Regions from separate parts of the Pan troglodytes genome. Here region 1 is linked to region 2. A link is a contact called in public capture Hi-C data. All regions are on one chromosome and are shown on one strand. The core of a region is the stretch at or near the end of the contact, and the rest is flanking DNA. Distances in the headings are between cores, read along the strand shown.

Region 1 (6,959 bases), core at 1,000-3,499, 120 kb before region 2:
GAATTGCGCCAGTAGGATAGAACCTGAGCCAGATAGATACTCACTGCAGTGGTTTCATACTCAGCCACTTTCACAAAAGGCCAGACTCCAGGAGCCAGTAGCTGCTTCCAGGGGTTGTGGTGAATGGAGGCGTGAACTACCATGAACTACGTAAATGGCTCTAGAGTTGACTGGAAGCTTTCGCCCTGGGGGCTGAATACTTAAGAAAGGCATCTGCCATCCCAATGGGAAAGGCAGGGGAGGGGTGAGGAGCTGTCAGCTGGAAGTGAAGGATGGGCAAGAGGCTGGGAGTAGGACCTGGTAACCCAGATAGGAGAGACAGTTGTAAAGCAGCTGTAAAGCATTTTAGCCAGGCTGAAAGCATCCTCATGAAAGAATGCCACTGCAATCAGCCCACATAGACTGTGGAGGACTGTCACCATGTGTATCCTCCACAGTTTATTGAAAAGTAAAAGCTTGTCTTTCCCACCTTGGGGGACAAGGGAGGGAATATAGCTCCTCCCAAAAAATAAATGAAGTGAGGTGATGTTCTGGTGATGATTGCTGCCACCCCAAAACTTAGTGGCATCGAACTACCAATCTGTTATGTTCGTGGGTTCTGTGTGCTGGGAATCCTGATAGGGCACAGTAGTATAGCTTGTCTCTGCTCCAAGATGTCTGGGGCCTGAACTGAGAAGATACAAAGACAGTGCTGAGAGGATGGTGATGTGGCCTGACAGCTGTGGACTGGAATCATCTGGAAAATCCTTCACTCATGTCTGGTGGTTTATGGTTGCTGTTGGTTGGGACCTCACTTGGGGCTGTTAGCCAATGCATTTCCTCTCCATGTGACTTGGGCTTCCTCAAGGCATGGCAGCCCTGTGGTAGTCAGATTTCTCACACAGAAGCTTAGGCCTCTGAAGGTGGAAGCTGCATTGACTCTTCTGACCGAGCCTGAGAAATCTTGCTGTCACTTCTGCTGCATTTTCTTGGTTATAAATAAGCAAGTTGCAAGCCCACTTCGACTCAACGGGCAGGGACATAAAACCCCCTCTCACTGAGACAAGTGTCATATAATGTGTGTTCATGTTTAAAACCGCCACAGCAGAGCTTAAAATATCCTGGCATTTGGGAAGCTTGCACTTACCCTGGGATCTGGGAGGAGAGTGGGAAGGTGCTAGGAACTGTAGCAGGCATCCAGGCTCCTTTTCCTCTCCTCCTCTCTTCCCCTCATTTATTTTCTGAAACCCTGTGGATTCTGCCCCACCTAACTTGACGCCTTTGAGAGGGCATTATTTTCTAATGGTTCATCAGAGTCTGCAGTCCCATTCTCCTTTTCTCTTGTTCCTGTATGTCACAGCAGACATGCGTTCCTCCCTGCCTGACCATAGTGGTTAGAATTTCTGCCGCCAAGTTTAAGTCTTGACTCCGCGAATGCTGAGCCCTCTGACTGTGGACAAGTAGAGTGATCTCTTTGAATCTCGGTTCTCCATTGAAATTTCCTATGATAGTTTTATTGGGATTAAGTGGGATGATGCCCGGCAGAGAAAAGCCACTTAGGAAACGTAAGCTGACCTGATTTGAAACTGTTCTAGCACCATTCTATTTTATTTCATTTTTAAACTATCTTCCTACTCCTTATACTTTGTTCATAGTCTTGGTGCAAACAGATCACATTCACACCCTGGCCCCCACGCCTACTAGGTTGATGCAAAAGTAATTGGGATTGTGTCATCACTTTTAAGGGGCAAAAACAGCAATTACTTTTGCACCAACCTAATAACTGTGGCGCCTGAGGCTGTTTCTTGGCCCCTCTTAGCCTCAGTTTTGTCATATGCGTACCGCAGATAGTAATGCAAGTCTTTTGGGAACTGGGGTAGATTAAGTGAGATTATACATATAAAGCAGCACTACCACACCAGGTTCTTGTGAAGGCTAATTCCCTTCCTTGTCCTGTTCCACCCTCTAATTCCCCTTCATACATCATGGGCTTCCCTGAAATGAGCAAAGTTCATTCTACTAAAGATTCAGAACTTTCTCCCCAGCTCCATCTCATACACCTCTCCCATCAATAACCATTCCCAATTTCCCAGTCTCCCACCATGAAAATTCAACTATCTCAGTCTTTTGTGAGGGGAGGTTGCTTGGAGATAGCGTGGCCTACCTGATCCTTGAGAAGAAAGCCAGCAGGACAGCTTAGGTTAGGCAGGGGGCAGCTCCGCGTCACAGTCGGCTGCCTTGCCTGGAGGCCTGGGTAAATATGTCAGCCCCAGGCTGGCTCCAGCCCCCTGGTGGGGAAGCTGACACTTGCGTGCTAGAAGGAACATCCCCCTTACTGTGGGACTGGGACTCAATTTCCAGCCTTTGTGGAGAAGGAGCAAGAGAGGTAATTGTGTCAAAGCCTGGGGGTTTCTTACTCAGGACTAAACTGGCGGTAGCATGACAGCAGCTGCTGGGGTGTAAGTCTTTCTTGCAAGGAAAAAAAAAAGCTTTCAAAAATTCTCCCCCTAAATAGGGTAGGCCTTAAGTGATCCCAGCCCTCTGTGTAGGGTCTTTGCCCAAATACTCATCACAGCCACAAACATGTTCCCTGGCAGCCCAGCAAAAATCACTCCCCTCCAATGACTGTCAGTTTTCCATCTTCCTTTTTTTTTTTTTTTTTTTTGAGTGGAAGAAGTTATTTACCAGTGAAAGGAATCTGAACTATACTTTCAGTGTTTACATTCCTGAAACCAAGTGAGGAGACACAGCCCCTGGGAAAAGGCCGTCCAGAAACTTGAATGGGCTTCCTCCCTCCTATTTCTTCCTCCAGCTTCTTTTAGAGAACAACAAGAGGTTGAAGGTGTCATCTTTTTTCTTACATTACCCCATGCCTGCATGGGTTTATTCACCTATCCTTTCAACAAGCACTTAATGAGCATGTATTATGTGCCTGACCATGTGACCGGTCCTGGGAACCTAAAGATAAATTAAGCAGGATCCTTCAACAGACTCTGTGTGTGTTTGGTGGGGGGATGGTGGGGTGGCCGTAAATGTCAGTGGGTGTTAAAGTGCTGTGGCAGGGCCAGAGAATGCAGCCACGTGGGAGGACCCACAGCTTCTGGTGATGGGTGAGGGACAAGTGGGTATGTGCTATCTGGAAAACAGCAGGAGAATATTTCCATAAGAAAGGGCAGCAGGGACAAGGCATGAAGCAACATGACCCTCTGAAGAACCACAGGTCCTCAGGGGCAAGAAGGTCCCCGCCGGAAATGCAGCTGGACATCCTGGCTCGGCTGGAACATGCCATGCTACAGGGTCCGGGCTTTTCTCCAACCCTCCAAAGAGCTGCTCTTCCAAATTAGAGCAGCTGGCAGGTTACTTTCCCAGGCACATGGACCTGGTGCTTCCTCAGTTTCCCCCATCTGCAAAACATAAAATAATTCTTCTCCAAGGCCTTGCATGGCCTGGATGAGCTACACAGAAAGTATTATGTGGCTTCCAACTTTCATCTGCTTTATTGGTTCATGAGTGAAAACGTTCATTTATTTTTATGGGACACATGGGCTTGGTGATTTTTTATTATTAAAAATGAAATTCTTGAGAAAAATTCAAAACTTTGGTTTCACAGCTTTCTACAATATTACATTTGGATTCTGTGTCTCTCAGGCAAAGCCAAAGAGCTGAATGACAATAAACCATGTGGGTTTCTTTTGAAATAAAAATGAACGTGTGCGCAATTTTCCCCCATTCCTCCCCTCCCCTTTCCCACAAACAAAGACTCGTGAACATTTCACTTCACTGTTTTCCAGGGAGTTGACACCCAAGTAATGAGTGGGCTGGTTGGTTGAATAAGTAAAGCTGATTGTGTCAATCTGTGACCACCCAGGACGACCATTTTGACAAATACTTCCCAAGAGGAGGGAAGAGGAGACAGTGCCCCCACCCTCCGACCTTCCTGATTGATCGTACTTTTGAACTGCAGATCCCAGAGAACCAGGACCTTCTGCTTTTATATTGAGGCTCACCTGTGTCTGCATTTACTCTGGTACTGGGATGAGGGATAGGAGTGGATGTGTGGATGCTATGGTGATGTCAGCCCAAAATGGTGGGAGAAAGAATAGGCTTTGGAAAGAAATGAGCTTGATTGAGGGGTTGGATGACATGGGGCCATGAGTCTTCAAATGGGGTTCAAGAAGCCCTCACATCAGAACGATCTGTGTTGCTTGCTTAGAATGGAGATTCCTGGGACTCCACCTCAGTTCCTAAATGGAATTTTGGGGAGTGAAGTAGAGGAATCTGCGTTTTTTATCGGGACTCCAGGGAAAGTTAAAAAATTACTCTGGGTCAGACAGGAGGAAAAAGCCCAGATACTGCCACTGATTTGCTGAGTCAACTTGTCAAACCTCAATTGCCTTCACCCATACAATAGAGATAATCTGTACCAGTGGGACTATCTGTACCAGTAGAACATGGTTGGCTGCAATAAACATAATTTCCAATATTTAAAAATAATATAAGCATTCATTCACTCACATAACCATAAGTCCCAAGAGAGTAGTCTCATGGTAGGTAGACTCAGCATTCAAAGGCTTCGGGAGTCTGTCTGCAATCATTATCTCCTTTTGTGCAACTCTGTTGTAGCCACTAAACAGTCCCATGTGTTCTGGTCCAGGACCTTGAATTCTGATTCCATTTGTACAGTGTAGGATGTGTTGTCATGATAATAAGATGGCTCAAATCTTTTGTGCATGGATAACGTAGGTAAACACAAGTAAATAAACAATATGAGGAACTCAGGAATGAAAGCATATGTTTGTTCTGCTATAACTCCACAGGGCAACCTCACTGTGCATGAATGGGCAGCTGGCTGCCCTTGTTGTGAAGAGTTTCCTGGTTGGGGTTAACAAGAATGAAAATCAAAACAGACCAGGCTCAAAGCCTCACCCCATCCCGTCTCTACTCAGGGAAGGGCTGAGAGCCAGGGGAGGAAGTAGGAGGAGATCAGGGTAATGGGTCTTGTGGATAAACCAGAAAAGGAACTGTGGGCAGCTCTCTTAGAGAGCCACAAGGCTGGCACTACAAGATAACCAGTCTAGACTGTCTTCCAAGGGCTGAGAGACAAACTCTCACCCCGTGCAGCCCGACCAACAGGCCCACCCCTTTGCCGTGGCTTCCCAGCTGCTGCCACCATGGAGTTGTCAGGAAATTTGTGATAATTCTTTTTATTGATCGTCTCTATTGATTTTGTCTATGGTGAAAATATACTGCAGACACATTAAGTAGCTATTATAGGTAAATTGTCTTTTAATGAATTGTACCAACAGACAGGATTTTACAGTTAATCTTAACTGGGACTCAGACTTCTCAGACACTGATGATCATAGAGGGACTAGATGCTAGTGCAGAAACCAAGCTGACATTGGACCATGGAGATTCACCTGGATACTACCGGGACATGCAAAGACCTGCCCAAATGGGCAAGCCTGAATAAGCATGGGTTCTCTTCTCATTAGGAGATAAAACAAATCACCATAAAGATCACACAATGATGAATCCTATGACTCTATTTCAAAAGCATACAAATTTTGCCATTTTCCTCAACTTTAAATATTTGCCAATTAGTCTCCTTATTTCAAAACTCCATCAAAAAAGGCAGGGGGAGGGCATCACTTTGGATGAACTCGCTGTCTTGTCTCATATCTTAAAGCCAGGTTATTGCTTATGAGAGACTAGAAGAAAGCAAGATTTCAGCACTTTGTAGAAGGGTTTTCTTCTTTCTTCTTCATGCAGTTTTTTGTTTGTTTTATTTTCTTAAAAAAAAAACAAGCTCTGTGTGTGTGTGTGTATGTGTGTGTGCATGTGTGTGTGTCTGAATTTTGGCAAAACTGTATTGAGAAGAATCCTTGGAAGCTTAAGTCTAATCTGCCAAATTATAGCCAGTAGCAACATTTTTCCACTTTGTTATCACATCCTCAAAACAGGGCTTGAAATAGAAGTGTCACTTTGTGGTGGTGCTAGCAAATACTCAGAGTACGCAATGACCAGAAGCAAGACTTTGGCTATTATTGTTTTACAATGTAATGGGCAAAAATCACCATAAAAATATGCTATCTCTGATGGGAAAATGCTCCTTGCCAAACTTTTGAAAATTGTGATTTCAACGGTTTGGCAGGAAAAAAACCCTGTATTTTGACAGAAAATGAATTATGGCTACAGGCATTGAATACAAAGGCCAATGTCTCGATTGTATTTGAGTTTTGGTTTTAAGGGGAACAATCATTTAGGGCTGGTCACATGATAAAAATCCTCTTTTCTTACACAATCTACGGGAAATAGAGTAGCCCTTCCAATTCTCACTGGCCAACATGCCAGAATCCTTTTGGTACAAATCCAAAGGAAGGTTCCTCTCCAAATCAACAGAACCCAGGCTGCTGCTTAGATTACGTGGACTGAACGCTGACTACAGGCCAAGCTCTGGGCTCACAGCTTTGGTCCTTCTCTTCTGACTCTCAACAGAGCCTCTGTCCCAAGGCTGTTTGCCTCTTGGTTATAAGATGGCTGCCTGCAGCAATCAGCATTCATTTGTGTACTGATTCCACCCAACAGGACAAAAACAAGAAAAGAACACTTTTCTCCCAACATGGGATGCAAACAATTCCTGCTTGCATAGTTGAGTCAGTTCAATCATGTGCCCTCTCCTAAATAACTGCAGATGTTAGGGAAGGACCACAGGCTTCTTGGTTTACATTGCTCAGAACACCTCTCTGGAGCTGGAGACAATGTGGACACCTGGATGAACCTGGGGCTCTGTTCAGAAATCAGGAAGTGAACGTCCGGTGGGCAATCAAAGGTGTCTGCCACATGGTCTTATTTAGTGCTTACTATGCAGTGTGTATGATTTTGGTTCAGGAAGAAATTGAAACTTACAGATATCAACAAATGTGCCCAAGTTTACATAGCTGGTATATGGTGGAGTCTGGGTTTGAACCCAGGCATAT
Region 2 (6,584 bases), core at 2,106-4,605:
ACCAGAGGAAGAGGAATTGAAGGAATCCAACTGATGGTGGACGGTCTTTCCAAACTGCCAACCCAGAGTTTCCCTGGGAATTTCTCATTTTCTATGCTAAATCTTGGAGCTGTTAGTTTTGCAGCATTGCACAACACACCAATGGAAAATGTCACCTGACTTCTTTATCTGTTAAACAAACATTACGAATAGCGATTTGGCCAAACTCATGCTATTGTTCCCTCATCTATCACACTACGGTATTACTTATCAATGGAAAAGCATGTTCCCAAATGTCACAGCAGGACTTTAAAAGCTAAGTAGAACCGTAAATCATTCTTCTAAAAGCAACAAAGCTGACCTCTTCCTTAACACTCAGATATTTAATCTGTAAATTATTTAGCTTGCAGTATTTCTTTTTCCCAAAGCCAATAGTAAAGCAGCCACTTTCATTTCTTTTTGTATTTCTCCAAGTGATTAGAAAGTAGCACTCTTCAGAAACATAAGCCACTTTTATGTTTTCTTTTTTTTTGAGATGGAGTCTCACTCGTCACCGAGGCTGGAGTGCAATGGCATGATCTTGGCTCACTGCATCCTCCGCCTCCCAGGTTCAAGTGATTCTCCTGCCTCAGCCTCCTGAGTAGTTGGAATTACAGGCCCCTGCCACCATGCCAAGCTAATTTTTGAATTTTTAGTAGAGACGGGGTTTCACCATGTTGGCCAGGCTGGTCTCGAACTCCTGACCTCAGGTGATCCACCTGCCTCAGCCTCCAAAACTGCTGAGATTACAGACTTGAGCCACTGTGCCTGGCCCCACTTTTATATTTTCGATAAATGGACTAAAAGAATAGATTTCCTTGGCCTACTAGGTGAACTGTGCTTTCACTCCAGAAATGCAAACACCAAAGGAAAATTGCTGGAATATAAGTAATTTCCAGTTTTCAAGTAATAGTGACACAGATACTTTTCTGTAGTCTATCATTTTGGAAAAGACCAGAGACAGCCATACACTTCTCTGTCAACCACATACATCGTTTCTCTCAACATTTAACTAAATACTGTGTCTTCCAGGAGCTCTTGCCTGACTAGTCTTGATTTATGCTGTTCAATCCCAGCACTGGCATATGACACACACCACATTATTAACTTCGAGTGTAAGTATTTCCTTATATTTTTGTTAGTTGTTCCAAAAACTTGCCACAGAAATAAGTGCCTGGTCTTCCCATGTTTAGACGGCAAGCATTTCAGGGACAGGGACAATTTCTTCTAACTCTTTGGTGCCCCCATACAAGCCTACGGACGCATGCGTTCATCCTTCTCTCCCTCCATCCATTCCGCAGACCTCCTCAGAGCAACTTTAAGACTCCAGATACTGTGCTGCGTGCTCCTGGGGAAACAAAACTGAAAGATACACACACAACTTATACTCGATCAAAATGAAAAGTTGCTGATTCAACACGCTTGGGGAAAAGTGCAGTACAATGTTGATAGTGATTGTCTTAAAGGGACAGAGTTCTTTCTATTTCTCTTACTGATTTTTCTGTATTTTTATTAAGAATACGTGTTCATTTTATATCAGAGAAAAGCTATTAAAAAAAAAAATCTAATCACTAAGTTGAAAGACCAACGTCAAATTTACAGAACAAAGAGGTAAATAAGAATGTAGTAAACAAGCATTCAAATAGGACTTAGCAGCTTGGGTCTGAGTTGAGACTTTGCTCCTGACAAACTGTGTGATCTTTTCAAGGTTTGGTGTCCTTAGTCTATAAACTGAAGATGAAAATATCTCCTTAATAGAGTTGTTCTAAGGATTCTATGAGACAATGCCACTGAAAATGCCTTACAGGCATTGAATAAAGAAAGGTATCATTACTGTTACTGATGTTGTGGATTGCATCTGATTTCAAATGACAAGCTCTGGAAGTCAGGCCTGTTGCATATACCACTAAGCATATTATGAAATTATGAAGGTCAAGGCCAATTATGCCAAAAAGTAGTTTAAATGCTTGGTTCTCCCCACCCCATGGATGTCACAATTTGCTCAAGATGAATGAATACTAAAAAAGTCTTGCCAATTCAAGCGCCCTTCCTACTTGCAATTAAAACCCAGGCATTGCAGACCACAGAGAGAGAGTGGGTTGACAAATTCCTCGGGCTCGTGTTTCTTTCATGGTCTTCCGGGCTGTATGAAATCACAAATATACGTTTGGATTTTATTTTCGCAAGTCAGGGAAACAATAGGGAGCATGTTGATTTGTTTTTCTTACTTATAAAAAGAAAAAAAGCAGTGACATTCCATTTTCATCTACTAAGAAGAGACGATAAACTTTGGTTGAGAGGAGAACAAATTGCTTCGTTCCCCTGATCAGGCACAACGTCCTAACGTCCTGTACTATCCTGCTTCTATAATTCCTTCAATTGTTTTGGGATTTACTGTGCCCCCTACAGCTCTAAGGGGAATATTCACTCCACAAGTCACTTGCCTAACGATGGAAGCAAACTTCTTACAGCATGTATTAATGCATTATTTCCCCTTGTTCTAAATTTCTCTGCACCAAGCAAAAGAAGGAAGACATGCTCTTTCAAAATTACTGGACGAAGGTTGGCTAAAGTCAAAACTGGCCTAGTAATTGCCCAGTAAATCACAAGTCATAAGGCATCCTCACCTCCTCTGAACCTCAAGCCTTCAAGTTCTCTCTCTCTCTCTCTCTCTCATTAAATGGAAAGATAACAGCTGCTAGGGTCAGATTACCTTGGGCTGAAATCCTGGCTTCTCCATTTTCAAGGTTGATGGGCTTAGGCAAGTTATTTAGCTTCTTGAAACCCCATTTTCTTCACATGAGTAAGAACATCTAACTTGCAACACTGTTATGAGGATTAAATGAGATGAATGTAAAGTATCGAACACAATGCCTGGCACATGATCAGTCTCAATAAATACTAGTTTCCAGATTCCCCTCCTTGGCCTCTTTTGCTAGTTTGAGTACAGCATATGTCTTCATTGTACATTCATCACAAATTCCTGGACCTCTGGCACATCAGATGTTCCAAGCATTCAGAGGTAATAAATTGGAGGGAACCCCCAAGGCTGTGGGAAGCCTGGTTTCCCAGCCCCTTATGCAGACCACCTACTGCTGCCTGCAGCAACCACCCTGTGAGGAGAGCAGCTGCCAGACAAAGGGACAAGGGACAGGCCTCCATCTGTACCTCCTCCCGTTTGCCTCCAGCACAGCGGGCAGCCATCATCCCCCAGGAGACGCCTGGGAGAAGTTTCAGTGTTTCAGATGACAGATCAGCCCATGCTCTCTGACCCAGATTAGACCAGACCCAGAACCAGTCCACCCCTCTATGTCACCAGCAAAGGATTTTAATTCACTCCCAGGAGACTGTAAGGAACACTTGGACCAGTGACGCATGTAATCGGTTGCGCTCTGCAGTGAGCCTTCGGAAGGCTGTAAGTTTCACATGTTGCACTAATATTTCACCAGCCTGTCAGCCTTAGCCTGTCCATAGAAGCCAGGCTGCAAATTCAGCACTCTTCATGTCCCCAGACAGTTGGGGGAGGAGAGGCAAAAAGGAGGCAGAAGAAGACTCAGAAGAGAAGAAGAAAGAAAACACATTTGAGACCTAATTCAGTGGTTCTCAGTGTGGCCCTGGTCCAGCAGCATCAGCATCCCCCAGGAGCTTGATAGAAAAGCAAATTCACAGGCCCCACCAGGGCCCCATCAGATATTCTATGGTGAAGCCTAGCAATCTGCTTCCACAAGCCCTCCTGCAAATCCGATGCATGTTATCACTTGAGAACCACCAAGCAAGCTAAATAATGTTTAGGTAAACTAAAAGTCTAAATTTGATGAGAAAAACAATGGCCCAGGGATCATTGTGATAAAGGAGAAAATCTCTACTTTGGGATCAGGAGTCCTTAGTATCATTTCCAGCTCCAATGATTGCTAACCATGTGATCTTGAGGAAGTGACTTATCTTTTCTGAGCTTCAGTTTCCTATGTGTTCAAGGTGGTAATCAGACCTCCCCTGCAGAGTTGGGGGATGAGATACACACTCTATCGATGATCTAACATTTATAAGCCTGTTGTTTACTACACTACACCACAGAGCTTCCCCTGTATACTATCAGGGCGGGGTTCTCAACCTGTGGCAACTGAAAATGTCTCCAGACATTTCCGCAGGCCCCCATTCTGAAGCTCCAAGCCAAGTCAATATTGGAGTATCTTTATGCCATTCACATGAGTGAGGCAGATGGGAGGCAGGGAAGAAAAGGGAGTGGTAAGAGCTTGGGGTTCTCACAGATCTGAATTCAAATCCTAGCTCTGTACATGCTTTTGTGAGCTTGGCCAAATAATTTAAGCTTTCTGAGTCTCAATTTTCCTATTGGTAAAATGGGTAGACAAATAGTAGCTACTTCTTAGGGTCTCAGTGAAAAGTTACATGATATCACGTGTGTGTAACACTTAGCATAGTGCTAGAAAATTATCACCTTGATGTACTACGTGGCCATATTTGGCTGGGCTCACAACAAATTGTGCATGATGAAACTGAAGACACTGTCTCTTAACAAGAATCCCAAAAATGATACATTTCAGTACAATGAGAAACTGGTTCCACATTTCACTCTCCATCCTTCAGTCCTTTACGGCCATTATGAACTTAGGGGTTGTCCATACAGAGAGGCTCTTTCATCAAGCCATAAGAGATTAACCACAATACAGCTTTAAAGGAACACTTTGTTTAATACCCCCCAGGGTGTGTGTGTGTGTGTGTGTGTGTGTGTGTGTACAGAGAGAGAGAGAGAACAAGAGAAAGAGACTCTTCTTGAACTCAGTAACAGTTGGCGAGAATGTCTCACCTCTAGGATAGAAAGGGAGTCCCCCTTTATATTATCAGTTACTGACCACTTACAACAACGTAGCACAGTGCACTACCTGCACTACTCACTTCATCTGCACAACCACCATTGTGAACATTATATAGGTACCACTATAATCCCCGTTTTACATGTAAAGAAACACGCTTTTAGGGGTAATTACATCCATACCACCTTAGGCAGACAGACTGATCTAATTCATTTCTTAGAGAGATTTTACAACCGATCTTTGTCATCTATTTAGCTAATATTTTCCACAGTCAGAAGAATTATCTTCCTCTGCATTAAGCTCCAAGTTGCTCTGAGACCTGATTTAGGGGGGTCAGAGGAACTGGACTAAAGCCAGGGTCATGGACTGGATTTGTCATCTTCTCCAAACATCTTTACATTCAGGCCAGACACAGCTCTGGGGAAGGAAAGCCACAGAACTGTAGATGTGTTCCTACGTTCTGTACCAAGATGGGGCTCCCACCTGGATTATGCCTGGATGGCAGCTGGCAGACACCTAGCTACATTCCAGCCACATTCAGCACCATTCTGGGGGAGCTGAGGGCCTCCCTTCCTTTTTAAAGACCACCAAACTTCACTGATTCACACACTTTTCACTTTGTGGGTCACAGTTGATCATAAATATAACACGTCTGAAATCTGTGAATTTACATTGGGTTTGTATCAATCGAGCCATCTACCTCTGGACCACTTGGGTGATACATCAGATATAGTTGCACTTTACTCTCTTCCTGAATTCGCTAGAAACAGTTTGGGGCACATGATTAGGAAGATGTTTATTCAAAGGTAGAGTTCAGGGAGGAAAATATTATTAGGTGACTGTTGGGATTGGCTCATTATGCAAAGACTGGCTTAGAATTGCTTTTATCATAAAACTTTCACTTCTTCTAAGTTTAGTCCAATAACAAAAGTCTTCCTGTGGCAGTGGAAGGAGCCAAACAATAGCATGCTTTGTCTTTGGACTCACGAATTTTATTTCTAAGGTGTTGGGTGCCATGGGTCCTTGAGCTATAGTGCTCACTAGGCAATGGGAAATTATGTGGACGAATTGAAGGACATAGCCTATATAAATTCCTAATCTAGTAAAACTTCAGCTCATGCTAGAACCAAACTTGTCTCCAAGGTTTTGAGCAACATTTGGTCTTACCATCTCTTCCTCTCTCAGGCACATGTGGACTGCTGGGTTCTAGGCTAACTGGAAAGGAAACAAAAGCTAAAATCTTACAGCCAGAAAACCTGTTTATATTTAATTGATAGTCTTAAAACTTGTGTCTGGGAGGAAGTGTGGTCTAATTGTTACAACTGTGAGCGATCCCTAATTTCATGAGTCTAGTCTCTTTTACTATTACCAACAAATCATACAAGACCTTCGGTGATTTAATTTAAACCAAAATGGCCTAGTTTTCTTGGTGAATGATAAGAACCTAGAATTAAAGACGTTATTCAGGTGTAAGTGTTATTCAGGATTAAATTCTCCGAAATGGAGAATTAAATCCTGGGCAAGGAGTTTGAATTTGTGAGCAAATTTGACCAAGAAAGAGAACCAGTAGGTATTGCTTTTGGAGAGGCAGCCTCACCATCCTGATATTTACAAAATTTCTACCCAGGGACCCAGGAATGAATTTGGTTCTCAAAAAGAGTTTAAAGACACCCCTCCCAGAAGTCTTTAAAGGCAGTAATGAGTATTGGTGAACAATTTCCATTACTTGAAAAA

The links. Capture Hi-C pulls out chosen DNA fragments and counts their contacts.
Region 1: a contact with region 2 is called in a capture Hi-C map of stem cell-derived neural stem cells, with 3 times the contacts expected there. The contact joins two enhancer-like sites. A contact is called at or near these places in 2 of 7 Hi-C or Micro-C datasets (blood and stem cell-derived neural progenitor cells) and 1 of 1 other capture datasets (stem cell-derived neural stem cells).

What each region holds. Positions count from the first base shown.
Region 1 is chr6:39,648,836-39,655,794 of NHGRI_mPanTro3-v2.0_pri, reverse strand. The region is part of intron 23 of BBS9 (Bardet-Biedl syndrome 9); the gene reads right to left. Among named protein-coding and RNA genes, the nearest start is that of BMPER, 20 kb to the left of the region's middle. Within about 2 kb of position 2,249, at least 4 of the 24 cell types and tissues checked have an H3K27ac peak or open chromatin away from gene starts, as enhancers often do. A contact at or near this core is called in stem cell-derived neural stem cells, where this site is marked.
Region 2 is chr6:39,525,637-39,532,220 of NHGRI_mPanTro3-v2.0_pri, reverse strand. All of the region lies in intron 22 of BBS9 (Bardet-Biedl syndrome 9), which reads right to left. Among named protein-coding and RNA genes, the nearest start is that of BMPER, 140 kb to the left of the region's middle. Within about 2 kb of position 3,355, at least 3 of the 24 cell types and tissues checked have an H3K27ac peak or open chromatin away from gene starts, as enhancers often do. A contact at or near this core is called in stem cell-derived neural stem cells, where this site is marked.